Linked DNA regions of Mus musculus: region 2 is linked to region 1. A link is a contact called in public promoter capture Hi-C data. All regions are on one chromosome and are shown on one strand. Each heading gives the region's core, a stretch centred on a gene start, on an enhancer-like site or on the middle of the called end of the contact. The rest is flanking DNA. Distances are from core to core; before and after follow the strand shown.

Region 1 (6,813 bases), core at 1,535-4,034:
ATACTGTGAAAATACCAGCAGCCCAGGCAGCCGATTCTGTGTCTCCCGAGTCTGTTATGACCAGCCCAGCCTTGCCAATTAAGTCACAGTGGTCAGGTTTTTAGAAATTCCTTGTTCTGTCAAATGTTAGTTTGGGTGTGCTACACAAATCCTTCTGTGCCTTATCTTTTCTCACTTGGCAAATGGGAATCACTGTGGGTGTGTATGGGTGATGCACAGTAGTGGCTGCTATAAAACGTGGGAGGTCTTAATTCATTCCCTGTATTCTCACTGAACTCAACTCTGCAGTGTTTCAGAATAGAGAGAGACAGGGACTCAGTCTCTAGCCCATGCTGACCTGGAACTCATGTAGCTCAGACTGGCCTTGAGCCTGTGGCGGTCCTCCTGCCTCAGCCTCTCCAACGCTGGGATTATAGGTATAAGCTATTATACCATGTTTTCCATTTTTTATATTTAGATATGGTACATGCAAATCATGGATTTTAAAATGTGGCTAAAAACAGATTTTGAAGCATAGTTGACATGCACATACACATACTTAAAGTGTACAGTTCATACATTTTGACAAAAAATCCTGGAAACCACCCTCATGGTCAATATGATTAATATATCCACCACCACAGTTTATGCTTACTCTCTTTAATCTTTTTTGTTTGTTCCCCCCATTCCTCATCCCTAGGCAAAAACTGACCAATTTTCATGAATTGATTTCCCATAATTTAATATAAAAAGTATCATATATACTCCTTTTTTTGCTGGACATTTCTGATTCCTTTCATTTAATATAATTCCTTTAAGATCTACTCATGTTACTGTTATGTGAACCAACATTTTCCTTGATGTATACTATTCCAGTGAATGGATATACCACACTTGTTTGTCCTCTCACATGTTGGTGAATGTCTTGCTTGATTCTAGTTTTCAGTCATTACAGTTTCCATTATATAAAGCTAGAAGGAGTACTCACAAGCACACCTCTGTGTGTGCATAGATTTTCATTTATCATGTTAATAACTAGAAATGAAATGGCTATCTTACTTTTAAGAAACTGCCAAGCTTTTCCAAAGTACTTGTCCAATTTTATATTCCCATCAGCAATGGGGAGTCTATATAACCAAAGATTAGGTTTTAATTTATTCTACATATGAAGGACAGCCAATGGACAGTGGTGGCACACACCTTTAATCCCAGCACTTGGGAGGAAGAGGCAGGTAGATAACTGAGTTCAAGGCTAACTTGGTCTATAGAGCGAATTCCAGGATAGCCAGGGCTCTTACACAAATCAAAACAAACCTAAAATCAAGATGTGTGTGGGTTTTTCAATCTCTGTGCCCAAGCCCAATCCTTCACCTCCACCTGTCAAAACTTTCGCTGTAGGAACTTTTGCCTCATGAAAAGAAATGATATGGTTTAGACACAAAGCTGGGTAGAAATTCTCGACTCCCTCACTTAGCTGGGTTGTTTTGTTAAGTTCCACCATTTATTTGCAAGATCAGCCTGAACTGTCTCACTGTCATGAAAGGCATTGCACACCCAAGCATCTTTGCCACTTTCCAAAGGGTTAGACAAGGGTCTTGAGTCCTTTAAGGCTCCCTTTTACCCTTTAACCTTGAAGCTGAGATAATACCATCTCCCTTGCAAAGCTGACTGAAGATGTGGACAGCATCCCATTATATATATTACTGCCACTCTCTCTAAGAATCTGTCCCTGTGCTTGGCTAGACCACTACTCCTGCTTCCTCAAAACACCCTGCAGTTCCTCTAGCCTGTGCATACAGATCCTCCTTCATCTCTGCATCTCTACAGCCCCATGAAGTGCTTTATAGCCCAAACAACTATCGCTTATCTGTCCATTACCCACCCCCCCAGCATCGGCCTCTCCAGCTCTAAAAAATTTTCTGCTTTCTTCATCCAGAGCTGCTGGCAAGGCAAAGTGACCATCTCACATGTGGTCTGCCTCTCTTGACCACAGGGCTGACCTTGATTACTTGTCATAACTGTGTTACGCTTAACCGTCCCACTGTGTTTGCAGGGATTCTGACCAGGGTCAAATTCAAAATCTGGACACAGAGAAAAATCAGTATTTGCCGAATAGCACTTTCTTTTCTTTTTCTTTAATATTTATTAATTTATTATATCTAAGTACACTGTAGTTGTCTTCAGATATCCCAGAAGAGGGTATCAGATCTCATTACAGATGGTTGTGAGCCACCATGTGGTTGCTGGGATTTGAACTCAGGACCTGTGGGAGAGCAGTCAGTGCTCTTAACTGCTGAGCCATCTCTCCAGCTCTGAATACCATTTTCTAGTTTTCTTTGCCTGCATAATTTTTTAAATATTTATTTTTTAATGTGTATGTTTTGCTCTCATGTATATAATGTGTACCATGTGCATGCCTGGTGCCTACAGAAGCCAGAAGAGGAACTTTGGTTACAGATGGTCATGGGTGCAGGGGATACGCGCACGCGCTCGTACACACACACACACACACACACACACGAATGAATGAATGAAAGAATGAATGAGTGAATCCTACCTATGCGACTTATTAGGTATCTGTGCTTGAGCACTATAGTTGAACAAGTTTTTGAAAGCATTTGGCTGAGGGTCCTTGGCGGAGGCTTAAAAACAGTTGTCTTTCACTAGCCTGAAAGTGGAGACATGGACGAATGGGGGCTTACCTCCCGTTTATGTATTCCCCGAAATACTGGCTCCCGGTGTACTGCATGTTAACAGCTAGTGTCTAACAGACACCAACTTCAGCTGTCTTGGCGTCACTATGACAACCAGGAGATGTGGGCGGAGACCAGATGAAGCCCCGCCCCTCGGGACCGCTAGACTTCCTGGAATGGCTTACGCTTCGCCTCCTCCAGCGGCCCTAGAGCAGTGCGCTTGCGCGTCGCTGGAGACGCATGCGCAGATGGTACCGGGCAGTCTTGGCCAGCCAAAGGGGACTTGAAGGAGACGGGCGACACGGCCGAGGGCACCTGGTCAGGGTCGCGGCTACCGCCGTCATGCCGGGGATAGTGGAGCTGCCAACTCTGGAAGAGCTGAAAGTGGAGGAGGTGAGGCTCTTCCTGAGGGCAGGCGGGAAGCCTGGGATTGCAGCTTTCAGGCGGGCCCAGGCACGGTTCCGGCCTCTGCGACCTGCATGGTCACATCTCGCCTTGGCTCCAGCCATTCCTGTGCGCACTGCGACCGGCCTCTCTTCTTGTGAATCGGGTGATACTTTCCATTAGCATCACCTAGCCCCTTGCTCTCCCTCCCGGTGAGGCGAGCCTGCCTCCTCTTGGTGCTCACCTTCCCCTTCCAAGTCTGTCAAAATCTCGGTGCAGAGCAGGCCTGGGTGCCGCGGCAGCACACAGTACGTGTTGGACAGTGAGTCTGGCATGGGCCAGGGTGTTTTGGTAATGGGACACAAGTAAAGCATTTACTTCTTCGAGAGACATTTAAGTATTTGTTATGTGCACGTGCAATGGGAAGTAAGAGACAGTGCCCAGCTCTTATAGTTTATAGTTTTATAAAGAGACAGATAAAGAGGCTGTACAGCACAGTGCATGGCTCTGTGAAACGTGAAGTAAAAGTGGTGTGCTATTGTAACTATCACAAACATGATCACTCCATTTCTAAAGGCCGGGCTGCTAATTGGAACACAAAGTAAGGTAGGGTATAACTGGTTTCCCTTGTAGACCAGAAATAGGCCCCAAGAGTAGAAGCGATTTGCCCAAGGTCACATAGACAGTGTATGGAAGACTTGTAACAGGAACCCAGATCTTTTCTGAAACCCAGCCTGTTAAATCTTTCAGCCAAAGTGCAACAGAGTGAGGAAGGACTTGTAGAACCGTGTTGTCGAGGAAGCTGAGAGCTGTCTGATGTCAGCCTACTGTTAGATTAGCGGTGCTAAGCCTCTAGAGAAGTCACTGACGAGGCGGGAACAGTTTGGACTTTATACTGTGAGACAGAGGGAAAAGATGGCTGTGTTGTCATGGCAGGCACTGTGTTGAATGTTCTCCTATACGACTTCACGTAGGCTCTCACAAACCTGTGAGGATGGCAACTTGGTATTTTCCTCAGATGAAGAAATTGTTAGCATATTTATATGAAATTGACTTAGAGGCGAGAGAAAGGATTTTCCTATCAGCCAGTCTTTTATTCTTATCCCACCGTGTAACTGGTCAAACATGAGTTGACATATTTTGTTAGATGTTTAATTTGGCTTAGCAAACATTTCATGCAAAAGCATCCTAATAAATTTCTCTTTAAAGTTTGCACAATTGGTATATATAATTATGTAAATAACCAGAGTAGTAAAAGTTAAAACACATGATTAGTACTAACACATGAAAGGCGGGCAAGCAGATTTGATGTTGGAGCTGATGTCTAGCCCTTTCTTTGGCTTGGTCATTTTGAGTAGCTTTCAGCACTTGTGGACAAGGGGTTTTGCTCAAAGTGAGATGACTCTGGCTGTACAGTTCTCTATGAGAATATAAGATGGGTAGACTAGCCACATTAGGCTTAATGTAAAACATGGCATTTGAAGGCTGGTACAAAGATGAAGTTGTGGGGGAGTCAGGGGCCTGAAAGGGGATCCCGAATGTAGTGAATTGAGTTGCATCGAGAGAGCAGCACAGGCCCCTGTATGAAGTCTGGTGAGAAGGGTGGAGGACAGTTTGGGCTCAGAAAGCCTTGAACAGCAGATAGGAAGCTCAGGTTTTACTCTGTACCTAAGCATGACTCTTTCTGGGGGCTGGCTTCTGAGTTGTCGTACCAGCAGCGTGAAATAAGAATTGTCCCAGCAGCGTGAAATAAGAATTGTCGTTTCAGAGGTCACTTCAGCAGCTTGACAGAGACTAGACTGACAGCAGGTAAAGCAGGAAGACTAGCTCAGTGGCCATTACAGAATAACCCTGGCAACTTGTAGCTGTGCTTCACAGAGGCAAAAGATAAGAACCTCCATCTGGAGCGAGTCCTACTTGCAGTGGACTCCTAACACAGGCAAAAAAGGCTGAAGAATCGGGGTCAGGTTTGCAACATGACAGACCCAGTGAGGCCAAGAGCAGCAGCCGCTTTGGGGAGCAGGTAAAATCTACCTTGGACTTCATTGACCAAGGAGTCACGTCACATCCCCAGGGAAAAACCATCCAGAAGCTTTGGGTTAAAAATTCCTCGGGTGTGTTGATAATTTAGAGTAAAAACTAATCAACAGCCAGTACTGATGCGCCTTTTATGTGTCAGACACATTCTGTTCCATAGATGAGTTCATTGGACCCTCAGGAGGTCCTAGGACATATGTACATCATGCCCCATTTTACATAAATAAGGACGCAGGCCTGCCACAAGCTAAGTTCTATGACAAGTGGTACGGAAGTGACTTTTGGGAGCAAGGGCAGTACTGGCTTTGTCTGGCTCAGTCACACACTTGCTGTCTATGGAAGGCGGCACTGCAGAGCAGCTGTGGACGAGCTAATGAGGAAGGATGCTGAAGTTCTGTGTTCTGGAGACAGAGGATGCTGGGTAAATTTGAGAGGGGACTGCTGGGCTTCCTCAGTTATGAGGAAGCAGGCAAGAGGACACGGTTACACCTCAAGTTCTCTGCTCCCTCGGTGATAGTGATGTTACGCCAAAGTCCCGGGGAGAGCCACAATTCTGATGGATGGCTGTCGTGTCCCAAGTGAATCTGTCTATTTGCTGTTTAGGAATTGGCTCAGTGATTGTGTCTCATCTCTGTTTCCCTGTGACAACATGAATATACCTTTGTTTTTATAAGGTTGCCATTTATGTAGCGAAATAAAGCAACTAATGCTACAAGCTTTGGAGGGCTGCCATCTTGAGGATTTGAGTAACCAGATCAGCCACTTAAGGATATTTTTGAGGCATTTGGCAAACAAGTAAAACGGTGCTCAGTTTTTTTATTTGTAAAATTATTTTTAGATTTATTTATTTTATGTGTATGAGTATGCGTGTGCCCACGTTTATGCCTGGTTCCCATGTGAGCCGGAAGAAGGCATCAGATCCCATGGAACTGAAGTCCCAGATGGTTGTGAGTCACCATGTAGGTGCTGAGAATTGCACCCAGGCCCTCTGGAAGAGCAGCCAGCACTCTAAACCACTGAAAACTCAGTTAGAATTAAACAAAAATGTGAAGCAAGATTTGCACCACATGCTTGTAACTCCAGCTCAGGAGGTTTGAGAATAGAGGCCAGCTTGACTGACCTACATAGTTCAAAGCCAGCCTGGGCTACTTGAGAGTGTCTCCAAAAACCAGAAACAAAACAAAAAGGTTAACTACCTTCTGTTTTCCCAGCTGGCTGTAGGTAATAAAATATAAACAAATATGTATCAAACCTAAATATACAGATTTACAGATTTGGGGTATAAATTTATTAAGAGTTTTCATGGCAGATTTCTTTTGTATGTAAGTGTACTTTGCATTGACACCCGCAACAGTACAGTGTGGGTTGGCAGTCCTGGACCTTGTTGTCTTCCTGTAGGGCAGCAGTTCTCAACCTGTGGTTTGCAACCCTTTTAGGGGTGAACTGACCTTTTCACAGGGGTCGCCTAGGACCATCAGAAAACACAGATTTTATGTTACAATTCACAACAGTAGCAACATTACAGTTATGAGGTAGCAATGAAGATCCATCTCAGGATGAAGATGATGCGTGAGGAATTATATTAAAGGGTTGCGGCATTGGGAAGGTTGAGAACCACTGCTATAGGGTGGATCTCTCCTTTCCCCAGCATTTGTCTTCTTAGTAACTTAATGGGTATGAAGTGCATAAAAATAAGACTACAGACTTTTCTCATGTTAAA
Region 2 (7,565 bases), core at 2,332-4,831, 3.0 Mb before region 1:
TGTCTTCCAAATCAGCAAGGTCTCACTTTGGCCCACAAAATGAGCCATTTGCTCCCTTTCCCCACAAGCCTTAGATAGAATCCTAATTTCACATTCACTGCTGAGTTCTGAATACCCAGCACACTGAAGAAAATTACAATCTAGGTTATGTCCCCAAAGGTTACACCTATTTTAAACTGAATTACATCAGCCAACTTTCATTTCCTCATGTGAAACACTGGCTTAAGCCAAAAAGCTTCAAAAATAGAACAAGGAATGACTCTGCCCAATCAGGTCTTTACTTTTGACCATGCAGCAATGCCCATGTGTGAACAGCTAGCCTCTGGTGCAAACCTGAAGTCCCAACTTCCCTAGTGAGTACCATCTTGAAAAGCTATTCTGTACCACCAGGCAAGTCACTTCCTTACCATGTTGGAATGGACCTACCTTACAGAGTGGACAGGTGCCCCACCCTTTATCTTTAGTTTTCTTTTTCTTTTTCCTCAGACAAACAAGAACTAGTCCTGATACAGCCACTGATAACCCTCCACCCCATAACTTTTCTAATTCAGTATCCCCAGGCAATAAGCAGGGTCCCATAAAAGCTTAACAGTACACATGAACTAACAATCATTTCATTCACAAAAGAGATGAGAGGGAAAGGCAGAAATGATGTAACTAGTCCACAAGGATGAGAACGTTAGGCTTAGCACTGCAGCCTGTCAAGCAGCCACTGACAACCAAAGGCTCACAAATGCTGGGTACAAGAGGAAGCAGAGAGGCACCTCTGCAATCATGTTTACTAACTAGCCTCCATACCCAGATAGTGTCCAATAGCTTCAGACAACAGGCTGAAGAACCCACCAGACCATTCTCAGCCATGGCCATTTTAAACCAGATGATTCTTTGATGTATGCTGCAGGATATTTAGCAACCTCCCTGGCCTTTACCCTAAAGTTTCCAGTAACATCCTAAAACTATCAAAATGTCACCAAACACTGCCAAATTTCCTTGAGGAGGGGTGAAAAAAACTACCAAATCACTCAAAACCACTGCTCTACCTACAGTCCTACTTGAAGGACCAGAAGCTGTTTCACTGAGAAAGAAAATGAACTACAATGGTACTTTAAAACCGCTGGAGTGGAGGGAAAAAAAAATCCTCCCTGGGGGTTTTGGATCCAGGACCAGATACAGTCACATCTCACCTTATTCTACAAACCCTCTAGGACAAGAGCCTGACTTCTGCCATAGAGATAATGAAACTGAGACAGAAGGGAAATTACTTGCCCAAGGTCACAAAGCTACAATTCAGAGCTGCCTTTCAAATCCAAGCCCTCTCTACAATCCCCTGCCCCTCCTACAACCCGGGCCCAAGTTTTGGAGTACACCTGCTGTGTGTTTAGTGGTACACCTGTTGAGGTGGTAAGACCAACATAGTTGTCTCTATCATTTAAGAATGCTGAGGTTCGGGCTGGTGAGATGGCTCAGTGGGTTAGAGCACCCGACTGCTCTTCCGAAGGTCCAGAGTTCAAATCCCAGCAACCACATGGTGGTTCACGACCATCTATAATGAGATCTGATGCCCTCTTCTAGTGTGTCTGATGACAGCTACAGTGTACTATATAATAAATAAATAAATCTTTTAAAAAAAAAAAAAAAAAAAAAAAAGAATGCTGAGGTTGAGAGAGTGTATGACCAGCAGAAGGTTAAAGCAGGTTAGACAGTGCCTGTGTGGATGCACAGCAGCTTTCTATTTCCACACTCTGCTCTTCCACAAACAATTCCCAGCACAGGCCTGAGACCACCACCACCTAATGTCCCCCTAAACCTCTTCACTATTCTCTCCTAAGACTCACATGAGGGTCTATAGACTGAATGCAATGATTAGCACCTGATAGGGACTCAATTACTACTTCCATCCTTCTCCCTACCTGGGCCTGACATCTGCTAGGGTTTCACTCTCCTCTGCTAGCCTCCCTTCTCCCAATCCCGAGAGGTACACTCTCCATAGTAACAAGGCTTCTGACACTGCCATGAGTGTAGAAGCAATCTCTTCTATAAGCTAAGCCAATGCCTCTAAGCTGCCTAAGAAAGAAAGAAAGAGAGAGAGAGAAGAAAAAACAGCCAGGGACTTCAGCAAGGCCCAGCAACAACACCAAAGCAGAAGCTGACAGATCCCAGTCTCTTCATCAATATAATTAGGATTCTGGCCCAAATGCATCGTTCTGGAGCCTTGTCAACAGTACCTGCACATAAACCAGTCAGTACCCTGCACCATTCTAAAAACCAATCTTCCCTCTAGGGGCCTTCTCATGACCCAATTTAACCATCAGAATGGTGCAGGAAATAAGTTTGAAATCTCCACATTTCAAAAACATATTCTTGTTCAGTCTAAAAGGGTTGTTTTCAAGATATATTAGAGGAGCACTATAGGACTCCTCCCAAAAGCGGTACACCTGACTTCCCAGGCTGAGTCAACTGATTAAACAGCCAGAACCTGATTTATATACAGCAAGAGCCTCCAACCCTACCCTGGCAAGTGCGGGGGAGGGGTACACACTTCCTGTCAAGCTATTTGAATAAAGAAAAAAAAAATCTTCCTGTGAGAATAAATCAGTTTCCTGTGGTGCTCAAACTGCTAAGAGACCAAGCCAGCTGTGACAATCACCTCTATTTTTACTCTTCTGTTCTAAATGCTTGTTTTCTGTGGCCACCAGCAGTCATTTTCAGTCGTGGGGAGCCACTTTTACATTTGACACTGTATGGTGTTTTTGAGCTCTGAATCACTAGCTTTTTCCACGCTTTCTGCACAAGGCGGTTAATGGCAGAGTCGCATTACTTGTTGAATGTACTTGGTCCATAAAGGCGCAAAACCCAACGTGCTGAGGAAAGTGGCGACAGGTGAGAAAAGGTAGCAGGCCATATCACACCTGAGGGCTGGACCTTAAAGCACACCTCCCCCACCTCCGCCCTCTAGTCAGTCTTCCTCCAACCATCCACCCACCTATTTTCACGCCGGGCTACAATCGGGCCCAAGAAAGCCAGTTAGACAAGCGCAGTAGGGCAGTGGCCCTGGCTGCTCAATGAATCCAAGGTGGTTCACCTCGGTCCCTCCTGAGGGCAGCACCTGGGAATGACCCCGCTTACTATAAGGAGGGATAAAGGGATACCAAGGCCGATGCACGGACACCCAGAAGGATGCGGAGCGCAGCAGAGCAGAGGGAGAGGAGCTCCAGGGCTGCGCTGCTGAGAAAGGCGTAAGGCCAACCACAGACCGGGAGAACCTGGGACTGACAGGAGCCGGGAGGGGCTGGGGTTGGGCGGAGGACCGGGAGACTGGGGCTGGGGTGATCAGGGTGCGAAGGCCGAGCCGGGCCGCCGCGCCGGGAAGGATATTGCCGCAGGAGCCCGTCTACCTCGCAGGGGTCGGGGCCTGGCTCGCCCGCCGCCGCCGCTGCCTCTTCGTGCTCGTCTACGAATTTGTTCTCGTCAAATTCGTCGATATCCACGCGGCGGAAGCGTGAGGACAGTGTGTTCCGGGCCATGGCGGGAGCGCGGCGGCCACTCAGCCGCCTAGGCTTCGCTCTTTCCCGGCTCCCCTCCGCACCGGCTCCGCTTGGGGGCGGGAAGCGGCCGCCAGGCACCGCCTCCCCTCCTCCGCGCGCAGCCGCCGTCGCCCGCCCACTTCCGGGATGCGCCGGAACCGGAAGCTCTTGTGGGCGGAACTGCGCCGTGGGATCGTGGAATGCTGATGAAGTGGTGTCAGGCGTTGCAGCCGTAACTCTGTCCTCTCCGAAGCCGGGCTGCTGGTATAGCCAGCGCTTCTGTCCGCTCCGGAGGAAGAAATCTTAGAGCTAAGGGATGGCAGGGAGTGACGCGCAGTGCCGGAGTCTCTTAAGCACTGACCCACAAGAGGACCCACTTTGTTAAAAGTAAACGGCTTTAAAGGCGTTGATGTGTAACCCAGGGGCTGGCAGGACGCTTGATAACATCCTTTCTTGAGGATGTAACGACTCCTGCGGGCGTTCCGAAAATTAAAGAGGATTCTGTGGCCACCTGTACTCCTGACTGAAGAGGCATATTTTAGGAGGCGAAAGCTGCAGAATCCCCAGGATTCTTTCTATTTCAGACGTAGGCTAAAATGAATCTTTTCTTGTAACTATATGAAAACTATTTAATAAAAAATATTAAAAAAAAAGAAAACTATTACATTTTAACCTAGTAGAACTCGAGCAAAAAAAATTAGGTGAGACATGGTTTTGCTCCTGCTACACATAGCGAGTAATGTGGCACATGCCTTATTCCAGCCCTTAGGAAGCAGTGGCAGGGGGTTCTTGTGAGTTCTAGATAGTTTTGACTACATAGTTCTAGATCAGCCAAGACTACAGAGTGAAACCCTGTCGGGAAATTTAAAAAAGAAAAAAAGTGCTATTCTTGGAGACCTGGGTTCAGTTCCCAGCATCCACATAGCAGCTCACAGTGCTCTGCGACTCCACCTCCAGGGAGATCCAGTCACCTCTGCCGGCACAGCACATACATGGTACATGTAAAATTTAAAAATGTAAGGGCTGTCTTAATTACATCAGGGATGGCAAAGTACAGTGCCTGTAAGTTTTTTGTCTTCAAAGATGGGGAATGTAATTGGGAATTCAAAAATATTGTGAATCCTGGGTTTAATCCTAGCACTACAAAAAATGTCCAGAAATATGATGTATATTTGTAACTCTAGTAGAATCCTGGTCATCTTTAGACTTCCATTTAAAACTAATCCACACTCGGTTCATTTCTCCTTATCCCATTTACAAAAGGCTTATTCATTCTATCCAACCAGTATCCCCATCCTGGGCCTGAAAAGCATTAAACCCTCAGAGACCTTCAAGACTGGCTCTGGAAACAGGCACACAAACACATGGCTTAACTCAGCTTGGTACTTAAGAGCACTTAGGATACAAGGGTACGCTGCTACACTTGGGATGGGAGGTGACTAAAAAATGTTCATTACAGTACCTTTTTTGTTTTTTTGGTTTTTGGTTTTTTGTTTTGTTTTGTTTTGTTTTGTTTTCTCGAGACAGGGTTTCTCTGTATAGCCCTGGCTGTCCTGGAACTCTGTAGACCAGGCTGGCCTCGAACTCCGCCTGCCTCTGCCTCGCGAGTGCTAGGATTAAAGGCGTGCGCCACCACGCCCAGCTTTCATTACAGTACCTTGAGTACCTCTTCTATCAGCATCAAGTCATGAACAATTGAGAAACTGCTGGAAAAATGGGCAGCTGCTGAATGGAGCTTGGCAAAGAAAGGGCTCCAATTGGTCAGTTTGGTCAACTCATCACACAAACCCAACATCGTCTGCTTTGTTCTGATCTAGATGCTAGCGGTCTGTCTGGGACTGTAGGCAAAGGGTCATGTGCACTTTAACCATGTTATAATTTCCCCAATCTTTACATATCAGGTCTTGGCTGGGAGCTTTGCAGGTTTTCAGTTTAGTTCCTCTAATCCTCAAAGATACACTAACCGGAGACGCGAAGGGACTTGCCAAGATATAAACTGGTACTAGCAATAAAGCAAGACTCTGTTTCGGAGCTTTTATTTATTCTTGTATCAGTGCCGGGAATGCACACAGCTTTGTGCATGCCAGGGAAACACTACCACGGAACTAAGCTACCAGCACGATTTGGAATCTCTCTGGAGACGGTTTCATTAATATATCTTGGTGTAATAAAGAAGGCTTGAACTCCGGATCCTCCTTTTCCACTGCCTGGGCGCTGTGACACCGTGCCCAGACCTAAAGCAATAATCAGAAATCCCACAAAAGTCTGGGGATGAGATTTGTACTACTACATACCATCTCCGCAAATTCTTGCTGGATGACTTTATTGTTACCCTTGCCAGGTGGTGGCGCACTTTGGATACCAAACTTGGGTACAAAACAAGTCCAGGAGATAGGTAGGTAGGTAGGTAGATAGATAGATAGATAGATAGATAGATAGATAGATAGATAGATAGATAGATAGATAGATAGATAGATATGGAGGCCTTGTATTTAAAAAAGAAAAGAAGAAAAAAAGGATAGCGAGATGGTTAGGTCGAACCTGACCACTTGCGTTCGACGTTCGAGCGCCGAACAGTGGAAGAAGAGAACTCCCACAGGTTGTTCTCCAACCTCCATGCTCGCTGGCTCTCTCACATACACTTGCGAGGCATTGTGGCACTTGTACTGTCAGCATTAGGAAGCGATTTAGAATAAGACCTTGTCTCAAACTTTTAAAGAAAACCCTCACACCTCATGCCCTCCGCACCCTGACACCACCCGCGGCTAGCTCAGCCCCGCACAGACCAGAGAACTTCAAGCTTCCGAATAAAACCGAGGGAACAGAAGAACTGCAGCCTTCTCTGCGCTGCCTCCAGCCAGCCCGGTGTTGCTCATCGCGAGACTCAGTTTCCCCAGCTGGGTCGCTTAGAGACCAGCCAACCTTAGGAAGGCAGGACTTCCGGGAAGCGGAGGGCACCACGGCCGCGGCTGCGCAGGGGCGGAGCGGGCCTCCCAAACCGCGACGCTATTGGCCGTGCCCGGCGCCACCCGGCAGTAGTTGAGGAAGTCGGCCCCGCCCTTTCCTCTTTCTCTCGAACCAGGCTGCTTCAGCCGTGAACAACGCCGAAATGGTGAGGCTGCGGGAATCGGGTGCCATCGGTCGCCGGGGACACGTGGGGACAGTGGCGCGGGGCGCGGGGCGGACGGGGGGAACTCAGAGAGCAGCGGGGGCCGGCTCAGGCTGCCCGCCCTCGCTTACGCCGCGGCCTCTGGCGCACCGTCCCTCCTGGGTCGGCCGGGGACGAAGCGGGAGCTCCGTGACCCATAGAGTCGCTCCTCATTGCAGGCCAAGATTAAGGCTCGGGACCTGCGCGGCAAGAAGAAGGAGGAGCTGTTGAAACAACTGGACGATCTGAAGGTGGAATTGTCCCAGCTTCGGGTCGCCAAAGTGACAGGCGGCGCCGCGTCCAAGCTCTCCAAGATGTAAGTGGGCCTTGAGGTCCCAGCTGGGTGCTTCCCCTTCCCTGCCTTGGCCCCTTGAGCCATTTCCCCTCGACTGTCCTTGGCCAACTACTGTGGTGAGAGAATAGGGCATTCCTTGAAGGGCCATGGTGGTGCCGCCTCACATGGGTTGTAGTACGGCTGGAAGCAAGTGGTGACGACAAGGGAGGGAAACTTGAAAAGAGACGCTGAGCCCATGTGTTCCAGTCACGAGTTGATCTCTTATCACCATGACTAAAATCAGCTGTTCGTGGCCTCTGCCTGGCTTCAATGTCCTCTCTTCACACCTGTTCTCTTTTCTCCAATTTGTGATTCCTTACACTGAACTAGGTAACTTGAAGGCATGGTCTCAGTCTCTGGCCTTTGGGATAAGTTCTTGGGCCAAATCTGCATTAAGTGTCCACGTCTATCTGTTGACAAACCTGTCCTTATCTCTAGATTTCCCTCCTGGGTGGCAGAAATGAGGGCCTTGTGTTGGAGGGGTTAATGTGCCTACCTGATCTTCACTGCCATCTATTTTTATAGACGAGTCGTTCGCAAGTCTATCGCCCGAGTCCTC

What was found. Promoter capture Hi-C pulls out the DNA fragments that hold promoters and counts their contacts.
Region 2: a promoter capture Hi-C map of pre-B cells shows a contact between it and region 1. The contact joins the promoter of Arpc5l here to the promoter of Morn5 in region 1. A contact is called at or near these places in 2 of 39 promoter capture datasets (liver and pre-B cells) and 1 of 9 other capture datasets (liver).

The regions. Positions count from the first base shown.
Region 1 is chr2:36,045,444-36,052,256 of GRCm38.p6, reverse strand. It overlaps Morn5 (MORN repeat containing 5), which reads right to left and starts at 2,784. Exons shown (of 5, transcript NM_029309.2): 1 at 2,682-2,784. The coding sequence starts at 2,728. It overlaps Ndufa8 (NADH:ubiquinone oxidoreductase subunit A8), which reads left to right and starts at 2,919. Exons shown (of 4, transcript NM_026703.3): 1 at 2,919-3,065. The coding sequence starts at 3,015.
Region 2 is chr2:39,004,155-39,011,719 of GRCm38.p6, reverse strand. It overlaps Arpc5l (actin related protein 2/3 complex, subunit 5-like), which reads right to left and starts at 3,581. Exons shown (of 4, transcript NM_028809.1): 1 at 3,376-3,581. The coding sequence starts at 3,524. Rpl35 (ribosomal protein L35) reads left to right here and starts at 6,589. Exons shown (of 4, transcript NM_025592.3): 1 at 6,589-6,636; 2 at 6,852-6,988; 3 at 7,532-7,565. The coding sequence starts at 6,634.